Regions from separate parts of the Sus scrofa genome. Here region 2 is linked to region 1. A link is a contact called in public Hi-C data. All regions are on one chromosome and are shown on one strand. The core of a region is the stretch at or near the end of the contact, and the rest is flanking DNA. Distances in the headings are between cores, read along the strand shown.

Evidence for each region. A called contact is a pair of places that touch in the nucleus more often than the background predicts.
Region 2: a Hi-C map of liver shows a contact between it and region 1, with 1.6 times the contacts expected there. The contact joins the promoter of HGD here to the promoter of GTF2E1 in region 1. A contact is called at or near these places in 3 of 47 Hi-C or Micro-C datasets (liver and skeletal muscle).

The regions. Positions count from the first base shown.
Region 1 is chr13:139,607,498-139,611,677 of Sscrofa11.1, forward strand. GTF2E1 (general transcription factor IIE subunit 1) reads right to left here and starts at 1,986. Exons shown (of 5, transcript XM_021070303.1): 1 at 1,848-1,986. It overlaps RABL3 (rab-like protein 3), which reads left to right and starts at 1,667. Exons shown (of 8, transcript XM_021070305.1): 1 at 1,667-2,180. The coding sequence starts at 2,135.
Region 2 is chr13:139,658,009-139,662,188 of Sscrofa11.1, forward strand. It overlaps HGD (homogentisate 1,2-dioxygenase), which reads left to right and starts at 2,307. Exons shown (of 14, transcript XM_003361881.4): 1 at 2,307-2,527. The coding sequence starts at 2,513.

The sequences.
Region 1 (4,180 bases), core at 736-3,235:
TCAAATTGGCAGCTTCTGCCACATGATTTGACTAATTTTGATTTCAAAATGTTTTGAAAATTTTCTGAATTAGTGGTCAACATTTAAAAATCATGAGATTTGGAGCTACTGTTGTGCTTCAGTGAGTTAAGAACCTGAGTAATGTCCATGAGGATATCCATGCAGGTTTGATCCCTGGACTCGCTCAGGGGGTTAAGGACCCACAAGCTGCAATACAGGGGGCAGACGAGGCATGAATCTGGCATTGCTGTGGTTAGGCCAGCAGCTGCAGCTCTGATTCCACCCCCAGCCTGGGAACGTCCACTAGCCGCAGGTGTGGCCCCAAAAAAGGAAAAAAACAAAAAACAAAAGTCGGATCCTGCATCCTCATGGATACCAGTAGAGTTCATTTTCTGCTGAGCCACCATAGGAAACCCCCCATTTTTTTTTTAATGAAATAAAAATCATGAGATATCACATAAATTTTAATTTTCAGCTACTTCTCAAAAGTGGAAATATCTGAGGGAAAAAGTGAGATCATATTCCCACATGGAAACACTCAGCTGAAGAGCAATTGATACTTTAAAAAAGGGAAGGAGCTTGGCTGGCCTCTGGAGACTTTTGAGTGTGTGACCTTTGGGGGCCATGTCTGGTTTCTTCTTTTTAGTCTTATCAGTCCATCAGTCACCTATCAGTCTCACCTACAACCCTACCCTACCTAACCCAGACCCCTGAAAGCAAGTTGCTTTTGTTTTTAAACCATATGTATTCTAATCACACAAACACCAGGCAGAGTTGTAAGAACAAAGTTGAAAGTGAATGCACTCTCTGTACTGGGTCTAGGCTCCTCAGCCTCATCTGCAGCCACAATGGCATTCTCTCAATTCCAGGAGCCACACATGCTCTCTGCTTCCAAGCCTTTACACACGCCCCCACAACAAAGGCCGAAGTCCCTTCTCCTAATCATTTTTCACATCTCAAATGACATTTCCTCAGAGACACCTTCTCAGATTCTCCCTAGCAGTTTAGAATCATCCCCCTTTCACATGCTCCCATAGCTCTTTCCCCTTCTTGGTGGCAGTGAATAGTTATACTTTCTCAATGTCTACATCGGAGACAAGGGTCTTAATCTTGTTCACCACTGATTTTCCAGTATGGATAACAGCTGGTCAAGTATTTCCATAAAACTTTCAATAGGTCTCCTCAGCACGTGTTCTTCAAACATGCCCACCCTGTTAGCCCTCACCTCCCCCCATTCACTTTCCCCACTGCAGCTTCCAGAGTAAAGAAAGGTAGGGTATTGAAAACCCTCTTCTTAAACTTCAAATGGTTTTAAGCAGGAGGTGACAGCACCAAATTAGCGATTTTAAAGGATTCTGCTGACTGCAAACTGCAAAATGAAGGGAAAGAAGAAGTGGACGTGGGGAGTTCTGTTAGATTTCGATATATTACTATTCCAAATCTGGAATAACGTGGATTCTATACATCCACCTGGTTTTTCTCAGTTAGCCACACTTCACGATAGTCTCCACGGCTTCATACATAAAGTGGCATTATCACCGCGAAACCTCTGGACCAGCCCCGTTCCCAAATGTTCGTTTCCGCCCCACTGTGACAACCACGACGCCCTAAATTCCCTCGGACTCTGCCAGCTGAGTCCAGAGGCCACACTTGACGCAGCCAAGCCAGTCCTACCCGAGGTCGCACATGGGCCGCTCCGGGGTCAATGGTTCTTTGGAGGACCAAGCAGAGAACCGACTCAAAAGAGTAAGGGGGAGGAGGACAGCTAAGGAAAAAGCAACGAAGACACCCTGAAAGGCGACGTCGAACCAGGGAACCGAGGACAAGGAACAGGGAACAAGGTTTACCAAAGCGAATCCTCGTACACTCCCACTACAGCTTCCCTCTGCGCCTCAACTACCGGCTTAAACGAGCCACGCCACTTATGCGACAAAGAAAACGCCATATTCCTGCGACCAGTTTTAGAAACCACCCGCTACTTTTAACCAGGCAGGCCAATCAGCACGGTGAGGCCTTCAATCAAATCAGTCACATTCCGATTGGCCAATGGCATTGAAGACTCGGCCCTCCATACCCAGCTCTGATTGGTCTTCAATCCCGGAATAGGCGTTAACCTCAGGAAGGAGCTGGCAAGATGGCGTCCCTGGATCGGGTGAAAGTACTGGTGTTGGGAGACTCAGGTGAGCCGCTTAACCCACCTTTGGGGCTCCCGACACTTTTGAGTTATATGAAAATCCTCCCCTTTCACTCCCTCTCCACCCATCTGCGGATGAACTGACTCTGGCGGGGGGCTGACATCCCTCTCAAGGCCCAAAGACTACACTTCCCAGAGGACTTTGCTCTGTTTAAGCGAGCCGCGGCTTCGCAAGTGTTGGGGGCGCGGAGCCCGGGCCTTTCTCTGTTTTTTTTAGGTTTTTACATCTGTCTACCAGATGACCGCAGCTTAGTGATCCTTTGTTTTAAAACATATGCGGATACTGAGTGTGGTATTAGACGCCGTGCTGAGACAAAGTTAGGACCTTTCCTTTAAGAGATTTTGTTAATTAAGGAAATCAAACGTGCGCTTAGGAAACTGTACCAGGTGCTTTGCATATATTGACTCAATCCTGAGATCAGGCCCGTTATCCCATTTTACAGATGAGAAAAGAGAGGCGGAGGGCTGTAAATGACAGAACTGGTTTGAACCGAGAGCCTGTGTGCTTAAAACACTAACCTATATTATTTAGTGAAATAGCAGGTAGTAGTAATCTTTTACGCTCAACTGGGCTTCTTGTTTTCTTTATTCTCTTTAATCTTTTCTTCTTTTTTTTTTTTTTTTTTTTGCTTTTTAGGGCCACACCCAGAGTATATGGAGGTTCCCCGGGCTAGGGGTCCAATCGATCGGAGCTACAGCTGCCGGCTCACACCACAGCCACGCCAAATCCCAGCCAGGTCTGCGATCTACACCACAGCTCATGGCTCCAAACATCTGACACAATGTCTATCAGAGCAAATATCCAAAAGTCAACTCCAGAAAAGCATATCTATGAAATGCAAAGTTACCATTTATTCCAAGTTTTTAAAGAGCTTAGGAATGGAGATAATGAGAAACAGAATGAGAGTGAAGTGGAAAGGGGGAAATGAAAACTTCAGTTCCAGTTGTCAAGTGTCCAAGGTGTCAAAATAATTTTAACACTAGGAGTAAACTGGGCTTAGCATTAAGATGAGTATGACCCTCATCTTAATTTTTCTATTTCTTACAACCCAGCACATAAGAGGTTTTCAATTAAGATTAAAGAGAACAGGAGTTCCCCTCATGGAGCAGTGGAAAGAATCTGACTAGGAATCGAGGTTGCAGGTTCCATCCCTGGCCTCGCTTGGTGTGTTAAGGACCCCAAAGAGCCTGAAAAACAGCCCGACCAAACAATAAAGTTGTTGGGGAGAGGAGATGGTTGAGAACATTTTTACATTGCCTGAAGATTAGTTGAATTACAAAATATTTTACTGAGCATTTAATACTCCCTTCAGAAAGTTGCACTTTGAAATTCTATGAACATAATCTAATTTATGTCAGCTTTAGTTCTTTTGCTTGAAGTGGTGTTGAAGTTAATAAAAGCACTCAGTTTTACAGATAAAGAAAGCAGTGCTAGTCTAAATGGACTTTGAAAGAGTATCACCAAGTAAGATTTAGAACTGGAATCCAGAGTTAACAGTTTTTGATCATATGTAAAGTGAGTGCTCTCTCGCATTTATGATTCCTTTTCTTTTGCATCTAACAATCTCTTCACATTACATTTTGTTCAAACTAGTTGATTTATTCTCCCCCCCCCAAAAAAAATTTTTAAAACCTTCAGCATAACAGGTACTGAATTAGATGCTGGGGCTATAACTGTGGAATCAGTGCGTTATGCAACAGGGTTAAATTGGCTGCTGCATTAAATGGGGAAAATGATCAGGCAATTAGTAGGTTTCTTTAAATTATTATAGTTTAGTTGTAAAAGAGAAGACACAGCAGTGCCCACTGGGAAAGTGACTGATCTTGTCACACATTCACTGATGTTAGGCTATATGTGTAAAATCAGTTATTACCTTTTTATCAGTTCTCTTTTAACAGTGATTTGCTATGTGACAGATTTGAATATACTTTTTACACTTTATCTGCCTTTGTGTTTAAACTTCAAAGTTTGCTTTTGAATAAAGG
Region 2 (4,180 bases), core at 1,057-3,556, 51 kb after region 1:
CATCCAGTCAAGGATCTGTTTCCACTTTCTTACTCTTTCAGAAATCTCTCAAACCTTAAGAAAGAACTAAAACACCTCTTAAATCTGCCTTCAAAGCTGATTCATTGGAAAGAGCATATGAAGTTTACAGAAAAACAAAGCAGTAAAGCTTTTCCTTCATCTATTATTGGTTCCTATCCATTTTTTTTTCTCTAATCGCCAAAGCCTAACTTCCAAGATCAATACAGAGTCAAGACCCAATGTACTCATAAACTCAGATATGCAAGAAATACTTTTCTTGAATTCACTTTTGATTTTAACTCTGTATACTGCAGGAATAATTAAAAACGGCCTCAGTAACCCTCCTTTATCCCAGGTTTGCATATAAACTCCAAGGAAGCTTATATAATACCACAATGTCAGCTGTCTATGCTGACATATGCTGAGATGTTTGCCACCAACCTGTCACTCGTTTCTATCAAAATGGCCCCTTTGGTCTGGTCCTTTCTGTACTATCACTTCAGACACAGGCAAGCCATTCTTGCCTGTGTAGTATATTGGTGCCTAGGGACTTCTGGAGGTCATTTAGATGCATTTATCTGAAGTGGAAGGTTCAAACTCACAGACCATAGTCATTCCACACCTACATGCATGTGTTTTGACATAATTCTATTACTTCTTAACAAAACACCCCAAAATTTAATGTCAGAAAATATGCCATTCTATTCTCTAACAATTCTGTCGGTTAGCATCTGGGTTGGGTTTAGCTGGAGATTCTCATGTACATATACCAGGGATTATGTACACATCTGCAGGCATCTGGCAGCCACATTGCCTCATTCACACATCTGGCAGCTAGTACTAGGCTGTTGTGTGCCTGGACCTCTCTTTCCACATAGTATCTCATTCTTAAGGAGGCTAGCCTGACTTTGTGTGGTAGTCTCAAGAAGCAAGAAATGAACAAATCCTAAGGCACAAGCATTTTTCAAATCTCTGCTCGTGTTGTGTTTGATTAGTCAAAGTAAGATTCAAGGAGATAAGTAAAAGACTCTCATCTTGGGAGGAGCAGCACAGTCACCTTGCAAAGGGATGTGCATATGAGGATGAAAGGAATTTGTGGGCATTTGTTTGCAATCTATCACATAGGCTTTATTCATTCATTTACTCACTTGTTTAAGTTGCTAATGTTAAAAATTGGAGCTTCCTATAAAGGTCTTATCCTAAAAAATTATCTAGCCTACTCTAGGTCTTATCCTAAAATCATCTAACCTCTTTGCATTTCTTGCCTAGTTTGCTGCACTTGAGTCTGTGATAATAAGACCTAGTTTACAAGATTGTTTTTGAGAAATTAAATGAGGTAATGTCTGTGGGAAAATCTGGCACAAACAGGCACTCGATATATTGTTTCTTCCTTCCTGAATGCCATTAGCCACAAAGTTGATACCTGACCATGGCTAAGGACAGTAGCCAAGATGAAGGACAAGGGAGTCATGGAAAAGGTGGCTGGAAGGTTGTCTCTTGGTCTTTTTGCAGAGGGATATAGGCATTAGGAAATAAGATCCTTAAAGAATTTACAAGAACACTAAATATATTTAAGAAATTAAGCAAAGCAATGGTTAAACATCTCAGTTTAACTCAGTTGGCTTTAAGTGAAGTGTGTCGGGCTCTGAACTCTTGGTTCACTCAGCTCATCCCTGGGAGGCATATGTGGAGAACAGTCTAAACCCAGTCCCGGATTCAGGCAACCATGTGTAAATACCTGTGTCAGAGTACAAATCATTTTCTCACTGTTCTCAAGAGAGTGAACAGTCTGACCTGTTCCTTCCCAGCCTGAATCAGAACTGAGTGAAGAAGCCTGTGCCATGCACAGCAGGCACTAACCACCGTGGTTCCCTTCATAAAGAGCTTTAAAGTCTCTGCTTTCATTTTGTCTTATGTCTTTTTAGGGCCACACCCAAAGCATATGGAAATTCCCAGGCTAGGGTCCAATCAGAGCTATAGCTGCCAGCCTACGCCACAGCCACAGCAATGTGGGATCCAAGCCGCATCTGCAACCTACACCACAGCTCATGGCAATGTGGCTCCTTAAGCCACTGAGCAAGGCCAAGGATAGAACCCGAATCCTCATGGATACTATTCGGGTTCGTAAACCATTGAGCCAAGACAGGAACTCTTAAGTTCTCTACCTTTAGTAATAAGCCTTCTTTTCTTAACTGGAACAGATAATCAGTCAACCTTTACCTTGAGCAAAGAGGAGACAGGCCTCTGCTAACATTTGAGAAACACCCTGGGTTGCAAAAAAAAAAACAAAGACAGTTGTGTAAGCAGATAGTAAGCATGCTGGACTTTCTCCCTAGTATAACATTTAGGAAATGCTCAAGTCTAGTTTGAAGGACCTGCTGACCAGTGAGTGCAGAGAAGCAGTGGAGTAACAACATCTAGAGGGTGATTTGAGGAGAAACAGAAGCATTTTGGCTTCATACCCTCTCTGGGCCTGGTTTCCAGAAATCATCATACCTGCAGCAGAAGGAAAATGGCTGAATTGAAGGTAAGAAACTATCCAGCCAGTTTGCTGTGGCATCTTCAGCTACAATTCACAGAAGCTTCTGAGAATTCCAGAGCAAAAGAATTAGAACAGAGAAGTGCTGTCTACGACCATACCACCCTGAACGCTCCTGATCTCATCTGATCTCGGAAGATAAGCAGGGTCAGACCTGGTTAGTACTTGGATGGGAGAACTTAGAGAAAGTTCTGGTCCAAGCTACCATGTTCTGAAGTGTCTGGAGGCTTGGCTGGGGATGAGGTGGTAAAAAAAAGAGGATTCTCTACTTGTACATCTCTTGTCTTGCTCATTTCATATATTGTCTTGGGGATCTGTAGGCATCATAAGGGCTCTCCTCCACCATGAACAGACACATTTCTCACTGTATCTCTTTGCCAGCCCCTACTCTCTGACAGTTTTCTGTAGCTACAGTTTTTGGACAGTCTCCAGCTGACCAATTAGATATGTTTAAGTTATTCGGTCATTTTGAGGCTCACAATCAGCCCTTGGCCAGTAGAAGCCCTATCATTTCCTCTGGGAAATAATTCCCTTTTTATTATTTAATGTGCAATTGGAAAATATGAGTGGGTTATATTCTCTTAATGAATTAACTAGTATCTTCAAAATTAATCTAGGATGTAGCCACTCTTGTTTCTATTTAGCCATTAAGGGAAGTTCAGAGAGGTTAAGTGACTTGCCCAAGGTCACTGCTGATAAGTGATGGAGTCTGGACTAGAAATTGAGTTTGTCCGAATCCATGCCCAGGCTCCAAAAGGAGCATTAGTAGCATCTGCGAGACGGAGTGCCTTAAGGTCAGGGAAACAGTGTGTCCCCAATGTCTAATACAATGCTTAGTGTCCACCCCAGGCTGCTAGTGACGAACACATGCTTGTGGAATTGAGTAGAACTGCCCAGAACCTTGATTCAAGCCAAATATCAAGCAGGCCAGACTTCTTTCTAGGATTTGAGCACTTCCTAAATGCCCTTCAGCTGACACTGAGTTTGAAAATCAAACATCTCCCTAATTGACAGGGGTCCTAAAACCACTGAACACCAAAGTAAAAGAGTTTGCCTCCTTATGCCTGTTTAAGAATTAGAAAGACTGAGGAAAATTCTCATTCTTTCATTAAGCAAATATGTGTTAGTGCCTGATGCCACAGACTGACATAGGAAAGGAACTGAGTCTGGACTAGATGAGGGTCAAGAAAAACTTGAAGGAGGCTGTTCCTAAGTGGAGTCTTAAGAGAGAAGAGGATTTCCTTGATGACCTAGTGATTAAGGATCCAACATTGTCAGCGCTGTGTCTCAGAGCATTGCTGTGACGCAGGTTCAGTCCCTGGTCCAGGAATTTCCACATGCTGTGGGCATGACCAAAAAAGAGAGAGAGAGGAGTAGAAATTGACTAAGGGAAAAGGGATGGGGCGGGGGGGGGGGGTGGTGCTGGAGGAAATAGCCAGCACAGCACATGTAGAAAACCCCACATGTTCTGGAATCCAAGAGCATTTCGGCTAAACTTGAATTGCTATAAGGACAGCCAGGATGAGATACCCAGGATGTGGTCAGCTGTATGGATCTGGATCTCAGGGGAAGGGTAGGGCTAGGGAAATAGGCATGGAAGGTCATCATATCAATGGTGGGCATTGAAGCCTCAGAAGAGGG